Linked DNA regions of Mus musculus: regions 1 and 3 are each linked to region 2. The links are chromatin contacts, called in public Hi-C maps. All regions are on one chromosome and are shown on one strand. Each heading gives the region's core, a stretch centred on a gene start, on an enhancer-like site or on the middle of the called end of the contact. The rest is flanking DNA. Distances are from core to core; before and after follow the strand shown. Region 1 has its middle 32 kb from the start of Gm42188. Region 2 holds the start of Dnajc5b (DnaJ heat shock protein family (Hsp40) member C5 beta). Region 3 has its middle 56 kb from the start of Gm42188.

Region 1 (2,819 bases), core at 277-2,776, 100 kb after region 2:
TCTTGACTCAAAAGAATTTAATCCATGGGTCCCCTCCCTGTCTCACCCTTAATAAGATCATCCAAGAAGTCTGAATTCATGAAGTACCCAAAACAACTATGATGCTGTAGTTACATGCTGACCTACTGAGTTCTAGGAGCAGGATGTAATGAGGCAGCACAGCACAGCACAGCCCTACTCCGTACCATCTAGATGTGACTCAGAGATGCCTTGCAGCTGCTCAGAGACCCAGCATGTACTGACCAGTAAGGATTAACTTTTAAGAGGACTGTCTGGCAAGTAACTCCAGGATTGACAGTCCAAGCACTCAGATTTAAAGTCACCCCTGGGAACTAAAAGGCCCAGTGACCCTTTTGTTGTATGTTCTGTAGTCTTCCAGGGACTGTCACTCTCTGTCACTGGGGTTTGGACTTGAGGCTACTTTTGAAAATGGCATGTAATAGTAAATCATAATCAAGTCAATTGAGAGGCTAGGACGTAGCTCAGAGATAGTTTGTGTGGCATGTTGGAGGATCTGGATTCTTCTCTAGCATCACAAAATCCATAATAAATATAACCAACTAAAAAAAAAATAACACTGGAGAGATGTATCCCTGAGTTAAATCCACTTGCTACTCTTCCAAGGGACCCAGGTTTGCGTCCCCTCACCCACATAGTGGCCCACAACTCTCTCTAACTACAGGTACAGGAGATCTAACTCCCTCTTTTGCCCTCTACAACCACCAGGCACACATATAGTACATACGGCAAGAGAGCCATACACATAAAATTAAAATAATATTACAGACAAAGCTAAGATCCATTGACCAACCAAGGAGTACCTAAATTAATTCAGGAAACTTGCATCCCAATAGAGATGGTTAAAGGAAAGGGCACACCAGTGGGTTCTCAGCCACTGGAAATCGACTTCACTATGGAATTAACAGAGCATTATCAAAGAGGGAGCTGCTGGGAACTGCCTCAAGAAACGTATCCCCTGACAATCTTACATCACAAAATCCACCCACTAACTACCTACCTCCCTATTGGCATCCCATGGAAAGCAGCTCCTCCGACACCTACCCCTGCCACACACACAGACACCTGTAAAAAATGGCACATTATTGCCACAGACACATGAAAAGAGGGATGCCTTCTGTGGACAAGGACTACGACAGGAATTCAGGTAAATGTTCAACCCTGTAGCTTCAGCACAGCCACGACGAACCAACTGCTATCAACAAAGCCCTACAGAAAAACGTGACTCTCCCTTCTCAGGAGAGCCTAAAAGCTGCTCACTAAAGCGCATGCCCAAGCTGCTAAGCAGGCAGGAATCCTGTGAGCAATGCTTTTTGGCTTTATTGTCAGATAACCAAAGCTGTTAGACAGAACACCCTCTGTCTGCCCTATTCCAACGGCATATTTCACTTTTTAGTTACAAAAACGTGGTTTTAAATAAGAATGTTATGCAAGGGATGGAGTAGTGGGGGCCTTAGTGGAAGACGGCTTCCACTAACCACAACACACCACGAGTTCTTGGAACCTGCTGCTCCCTTCATATTTGGCACTAAGTGGCTCATTGTCCTTGTCTAGACAAGTGCTACAGGCTGCGTAAATGGTGAATGACTGCACAAAGCCTCTATTCATCCAGAATGGGAACGTGTTAATGTGCTGCCTTTTCAAGCCCAAGGGGTTTGCCGAGAAAGAACAATTTACAGCTACTTTGGTTTTAAATTAATATTTACTTAATGTTGGAGATTTTAAACCTAGCATCCTCACATTTTATGTGCAATTAACAAACAATGCTCTTCTCCTTAAGGTTCTAATGAAGTATGAATGACTAGTTATTCTTTTACTAACATTTGGCTAATTCACACTAAACAGGTAAAATGCTTTACAATAATCAAATAATCATTCTTACTTACAAACAATTAGTTCCTCCACGTTATTAAGTCATTTATTCCAATCTTTTAAATAGATTTGCAAATTTCATGTATTTAACATTTTATTTTAGGATCGAAATGTTTTCATGGTATGGTATAAGGAAAATGACCTGGTAACTGACTAATTGGATATGTAGCAAGAGACAGACACAGTTATGAGTTGAATACATTCATAGATATTTATTTATAAACATATACATATGTAGAGAGAGCTCTTAAGCTATCTTAAAACTTTAAAACTAGGAACTCTAACATAATAATGTAGCAAAAATCACAAGATTAATGCATCCGATCCTCCTAGGAGTTACACTTTAACAAACAAATATGACAGCTATCTCCTCTATCTTACCCAGAGGAAGTACTGGTGGGCTGGTTGAATTTATTATATTTAAATTTAATTGGAAAATTCCATATTATTGAGGTACTGGTTTCCTGAACAAAAGTGGAGTTAAACATGCAGGCAAGTTGACTGGCCTGTGCTGCCTATGACTTGTGATCATGAGACAATCTGTATCAGTCAGATGTTCAATAGATGAAGGCCCTGGAGACACGTGCTTACAAAAGGAAGCAGCAAGCCAGAGAGAGTCTACATCTACATGTCACTGGTGGATTCAGTTTTATACTAGTTGCCCCTTGGTTTTGCTTTTTTCCCTGCAAGTTTGCCCCCTGACTCCTTCCTCCTCCCTCTGGTGAGCTGAACTAATCTTATGATTGCATGACTGAGTCTTCATTGTACTGAGACCTTTCTCAGAGCGTGCACTCATACCCTCTTAATATCATCCTCTGCTCACTAAGCCTCCTGCTCTTCCTCAGACGTCTGTAAGCACAGTGTAAAAGCTGTTCTGCTGGCAAATGCTACTTACATTACCTGCTTAGTACTCTCCGGAACCTCTCAAT
Region 2 (2,707 bases), core at 65-2,564:
TCGAGGCCAGCCTGGTCTACAAAGTGAGTTCCAGGACAGCCAGGGCTACACAGAGAAACCCTGTCTCGAAAAAACAAAACAAAACAAACAAACAAACAAATGTCTCACATGCTATGGGTTACTGCTGCTTTCGTAGAGTGTCGGGGCCCTGGTCTTACTGCTGTGATACACATGCATGATTGTTGGAAGCTGAGTGAAAACTGTATCCCAGGTGGATTTGATCCCCTTTCTTGTCTACTGTGCCTGGTGTGTCCTGTAGGTTACTGATCCGAATCAGAGCCCCAGGCTGCTCCTTCCACAGTGTCCTAACACGGCTCTTGCAGACCATGATCAGAAAAGCCTGTTTGAGTAGTCCTAGCCTCTGACTGTGGAGTTGCTCTGTGTTAAGACCCAAGGGAGTCCAAACAGAGATGAGTCAGGGCCTGGCACCAATCCTAAGCTCCGCCTGCTGCTAAACAGAACGGCTATTTGCTGTCACTTGGAGTCTTTCTAGGCCTCCAGGAAGAAACAAATACTTTAGAAGCCAAAACCCCAAAGCAAAGTAAAGAAAACAGAACTGTTCACACGTCCAGCAACGATTCACTGCTGAGTCCCTAGACATGGGAGGAGTGGAGTAGGGGTAAAAGCAGATGAACTGTGCAACTTGACTTCTCAACCACAAGGCCTCTCTCTCTTCCACTGTCCCTAGGGGTGGCCTTTTGCCTCTGAAGTCTTGGAATTTCAAAACTAGACTTTGAAGTTAATCTCTATTGTTAACCCATAATACACCTTTCTCCTCCTTATATTAATTTTTGTTGTATTTTTAAAACCATCTCTATTAAAATTATTCTTTCACTTAAATATTTAAAATATTCACTCTTCTCTGTCATCCTGGGAGAAGTCACTAAAAACCAAAACTCCTGTGTAGAAGAATATCATAGAATGAGTGAGTCCCTTTAGAAAATAACCACGAACTGACCACTGGAGACACCAGTGCTTTTTGCACTTTCCCAGAAGTTGAGGAGGGGCCAGTGGTTATCTGAGAACTTTATAAATGCCTGTGTTTTGTGGCTTCATAGCCTCCTGGATATACCAGCTTTACTTCTGCTGGAAGCCCCTCTGGATTCCTACCATCCCTTAAAAAAAATAGGTACCCGTGTAAGTGTCTTCTTTTCCTTTAGACACTATTGAGTCCTGTGATTAGCTTAGCAAAAGTCATGTACCTTGTACCTGAACTGGAGGCATGGCTGGCTGATCCTTCTGGGTCCTTCCACGAGTGTTCTTCCCCTGCTCTGTCAATAACTGAGCCTCCGTTGCTTTTCCTTCTCAGATGCTAAGCTCTAGTCTATGCTGGGTATTGTGATGTCATAGACTAGAATTTTCCCTACCCCCACTACCCAGCTGAGATCTTCCCACCCACATCACTAACAGTCTCTCAATTTTCATTTACTTTAGCACTCAGGACCTTTTGAAATCTCCGGAAAGAAACATTGAAGACTGTGGTGGTTGGAATATGCTTGGACCAGGGAGTGGCACCATTAGGAGGTGTGGACTTGTTGAAGAAAGTGTGTCACTATGGGGGTAGGCTTTGAGAGAGCTTCCTACTAGTTGCCTGGGGATGCCAGTATTCTGTTTATCTTTTTTTAAAAAAATTTTTATTAGGTATTTTCCTCATTTACATTTCCAATGCTATCCCAAAAGTCCCCCATACCCTCCCCCCCCCACTCCTCTACCCACCCACACCCACTTTTTGGCCCTGGCATTCCCCTGTACTGGGGCATATAAAGTTTGCAAGTCCAATGGGCCTCTCTTTCCAATGTTGGCCTACTAGGCTATCTTTTGATACATATGCAGCTAGAGTCAAGAGCTCCGGGGTACTGGTTAGTTCATTATGTTGTTCCACCTATAGGGTTGCAGATCCCTTTAGCTCCTTGGGTACTTTCTCTAGCTCCTCCATGGGGGCTCTGTGATCCATCCAATAGCTGACTGTGAGCATCCACTTCTGTGTTTGCTAGGCCCCGGCATAGTCTCACAAGAGAGCTATATCAGGGTCCTTTCAGCAAAATCTTGCTAGTGTATGCAATGGTGTCAGCATTTGGAGGCTGATTATGGGGTGGATCCCTGGATATGGCAGTCTCTAGATGGTCCATCCTTTTGTCTCAACTCCAAACTTTGTCTCTGTAACTCCTTCCATGGGTGTTCTGTTCCCAATTCTAAGAAGGGGCAAAGTGTCCACACTTTGGTCTTTGTTCTTCTTGAGTTTCATGTGTTTTGGAAATTGTAACTTATATCTTGGGTATTCTAAGTTTCTGGGCTAATATCCACTTATCAGTGAGTACATATCATTTGAGTTCTTTTGTGATTGGGTTACCTCACTCAGGATGATGCCCTCCAGGTCCATCCATTTGCCTAGGAATTTCACAAATTCATTCTTTTTAATAGCTGAGTAGCACTCCATTGTGTAAATGTACCACATTTTTTGTATCCATTCCTCTGTTGAGGGGTCTGTTTACCTTTCTGAACAAGATGTAGAACTCTCAGCTCCTCCAGCACCATGCCTGCCTGGACACTGCCATGCTTCCTGCCATGATAATATTGGACTGAACCTCAGAACCTGTAAGCCAGCCCCAATTGAATGTTGTCCTTTATAAAAGACACCTTGATCATGGTATCTGTTCACAGCAGTAAAATCCTCACTAAGACAAAGACCATCCATCTCACCTGCTTT
Region 3 (3,024 bases), core at 470-2,969, 79 kb after region 2:
CAAACTCAGAGATCTGCCTGCCTCTGCATTCTAAGTGCTGAGACTAAAGGTGTGCACCACCACATCCAGCTAAAAAAAATTTAAGCCAAACAAACTACAAGAAAATATGTGGGCATAATGATGTATGCCCATACTCCCAATACTCAAGGAGCTGAGGGCGATTCTGAATTTTGGGTCAATCTTTGTTATATATTAAGGTCCTGTACAAAGCAAATTATTTAAATGCTGTATAGAGTATAAAAACTACTTACCCTATATTTAACTATGTTAGGTATTATAAAGTCATCTGGAGATGATTAAATACACATGAGAGTGGTTTGACATACGTTATATGCAAACCCTCTGTCACAATTATATGAAGTACTTGAACATCTGCAGATTTTATCAGCTGGCCTTCCTGGAATTGACTATCAATGGATACCAAAGATAACTATAGTCATTATCCATACACACCTATTGAGGCTGAAATGTGGCTCATCTGGCTAGAGAAATAATTGTGAAATATACATTAAATCTTACATTTAACATGAAAGGGTAAAATGTAACTTATTATCTGTTGAATGATTTATTTACTTAGTCAGACTGAATAAACTATATTGTTAAAATTAATTTTGACTTTTTCTTTTGAAATGTAACTACTGAAGTGTTTTAATTTCATACATGATTTCTATTGGATTTCTGATTGATGGTACTAGCCTTGGAAGGAAAAAGAGAATATGCTAACACACACAACAGTTCTTCAAGCCTCCACCCAGTGGTAACAATGTCACTTCTGTTCACGTTTTCTTGTGCAAAACAAGTCCCATGATTATAGCAAACATTTTAGAGAGCGGAAGTATTACTGAACCATTACATACCCAGGACACCCAAAAGAAATGTCACAAAATATATAAAAACATATGACGAGGTATAACCACATCAACTGAGCATGCAAAGCAAGCACACCACAAGAAGTAGTTTTTGCATAAACACATCACATGTCCACAGAGGAGCTGTGGGAGTGTGGCTCAGAATACAGACAGGCAGCAACCCAGGACAGGAAGAGTAAAGAGTATACAAAGAGTCCTGTGGGTTTGTGCTGGACTAGGGGTCTGCTATCTCATAGGGAGCCAGAAGTTTGGATGCTCGAACCACACAAGCATAGAGGCTGTGAATCAGACCACTTTTCAAGCAATGGAACAGTGTCCTACTAGGGAAAGACACAGGCTGATAAAAAGCAAAAATAACAGAGATTGTAGAAAGGGGCTGGGAAAAGGGCCTCACGCTGCACTAGAAGGAAAGAGGCAGGGTCTATGAGCCGTAAGCAGAGATACACAAGATGCACAGCGCTGCACAGAAACCTCAGTCATGTGGGTGACCTACAACCCTGATGAAGACATTTCCTGTTCACTTCTCTCTGCAACAGGAGCTGCCTCCTGGATGACTTGTGGTCGGGGAGAGGCTATGAGTAAGAGTTTGCCAGGACCAGGAAGTATTCCCAGAGCTCTAAGAGAAAACTCCAACCACTTAAGGAAAAGCAAGTACCATCTTTGAGTCTCTTGCACCACACACCTGATGTCTGGAGCTGCATACTGACCTCACAACCCATTTTCAATAGAGCACTCTCTTGTCTAGAAGTCACTGTAGTTGACATAGAAACAGGTAGTTCTCTTGTCTCTGCCTTACATCAACAGTGCCACATGCCAAGGGGCAAGATTTAGCAAAGCAGACTTAAAGTGTGACTCATCACAAAGCCCATTAATCCCAAAACCTGGCCAGAAGGCTAGTCTTTCTGAGTGTTCACCCGATTGCTGTTTGTCGGTACTTGTTTGGGGGCAATGTTTGAAGTTTATTCCTTCAGTTTATCTTACAGATAGTTTCTTAACCTTATGTGGGGAAAACAAAGAAAGATCATCAGAAAGAAGATGTGTGGGAACCCAGCTTCCTTTGAGTTTTGGTTTTGAGCCAGAGCCTCAATATGTAGCTCTGGATCTCCTGGAATTCACTATGTAGACCAGGCTGGCCTCAAATGCAGAGAGATACAGCTAGGCCTGCCTCCCAAGCTCTGGAAGTAAAGGCATGCACCAGCACAGCAGGCTGGAGCCCAGCTTTCTAACAGGCATGAGACAGACCTGACTCATCAGCTGAGGGCCTCTAGGCTGCTATGTAAAAGAGAAGCAGGGGAGTGTATTTGTTTTTTTCACATGAGGCTTTAAAGAAGGACCAGGAAATAAGGTGAAGGCTGGAGGTGAAGAGCTGGAGAGAAGGGCCTCTGGCCATCTTTTCCCCTCCCAGACTCATTCAATTCTAAAACCATGGATCAGCTTCGTGGGCCAAAAACCTGAGTGTTACTTGCTTCCTCTGTATTTCACGTTTCACACAGACTCTAATAAGAAATCCATTGGAGCTGGAGAGATGGCTCAGCAGTTAAGAGCACTAACTGCTCTTCCAGAGGTCCTGAGTTCAAGTCCCAGCAACCACATGGTGGCTCACAATTATCTGTAATGGGATCTGATGCCCCCTTCTGGTGTGTCTGAAGAGTGACAGTGTACTCATACACATAAGTTAAATAAATAAATTTTTAAAAACTTAAAGAAAGAAAAGAAATCTATTGGAATCAGTCTCCAGGTGAGTGAGAAAACATTGCATTCTTGCCCAGGAGGGCTACACTCAGCCACACCCTGCAAATGGCTTCAGAAATCCACTCTCTGCACTCTTAGACATAACAAAGGCCTTAGGATTCCAAACTTCTGCTAAAGTTCTCTGACTGCAGTGGCTTCATTTGTTACATAGATTTACATCTAATTTTTCTTTCATTTCTGTGATACACCTTAGGGATTCTTCACATAAGAATCCTTTGGGGAATGTAACATTGTTTCTACCTTCATCACCTTCTTGGGTTTGTTGTTTTGTAATTTTGTTTAATCATTGCTCTTTTATGTTTTTCTTCCCATACCTGAGTCAGAGGCTTACATATATAAGGACAACTTATTTTCCAAGTGTCAATATCCATTTTATTGTTTAGTCTACCAGAATACCATCCAG

The links. A called contact is a pair of places that touch in the nucleus more often than the background predicts.
Region 1: a contact with region 2 is called in a Hi-C map of the C2C12 cell line, with 2.1 times the contacts expected there. The contact joins the enhancer-like site here to the promoter of Dnajc5b in region 2. A contact is called at or near these places in 1 of 39 promoter capture datasets (the C10 cell line), 3 of 15 datasets of contacts at CTCF or cohesin (CD8 T cells and the NIH/3T3 cell line), 10 of 484 Hi-C or Micro-C datasets (the C2C12 cell line, CD4 T cells, the Patski cell line and 7 more), 3 of 115 datasets of contacts at active chromatin or transcription factors (CD8 T cells, embryonic stem cells and fibro-adipogenic progenitors) and 3 of 9 other capture datasets (adipose tissue, macrophages and pancreatic islet).
Region 3: a contact with region 2 is called in a Hi-C map of the NIH/3T3 cell line, with 3 times the contacts expected there. The contact joins the enhancer-like site here to the promoter of Dnajc5b in region 2. A contact is called at or near these places in 2 of 15 datasets of contacts at CTCF or cohesin (CD8 T cells and pro-B cells), 8 of 484 Hi-C or Micro-C datasets (the NIH/3T3 cell line, the Patski cell line, Th2 cells and 4 more), 2 of 115 datasets of contacts at active chromatin or transcription factors (CD8 T cells and embryonic stem cells) and 2 of 9 other capture datasets (adipose tissue and pancreatic islet).

Annotation. Positions count from the first base shown.
Region 1 is chr3:19,405,173-19,407,991 of GRCm38.p6, reverse strand. No RefSeq gene overlaps it. Among named protein-coding and RNA genes, the nearest start is that of Gm42188, 32 kb to the right of the region's middle. Within about 2 kb of position 1,526, at least 99 of the 459 cell types and tissues checked have an H3K27ac peak or open chromatin away from gene starts, as enhancers often do. A contact at or near this core is called in the C2C12 cell line, cortical neurons and muscle stem cells, where this site is marked.
Region 2 is chr3:19,507,202-19,509,908 of GRCm38.p6, reverse strand. Dnajc5b (DnaJ heat shock protein family (Hsp40) member C5 beta) reads right to left here and starts at 1,314. Exons shown (of 5, transcript NM_025489.3): 1 at 1,203-1,314.
Region 3 is chr3:19,428,291-19,431,314 of GRCm38.p6, reverse strand. No RefSeq gene overlaps it. Among named protein-coding and RNA genes, the nearest start is that of Gm42188, 56 kb to the right of the region's middle. Within about 2 kb of position 1,719, at least 135 of the 459 cell types and tissues checked have an H3K27ac peak or open chromatin away from gene starts, as enhancers often do. A contact at or near this core is called in CD8 T cells, the NIH/3T3 cell line, Th2 cells and 5 more, where this site is marked.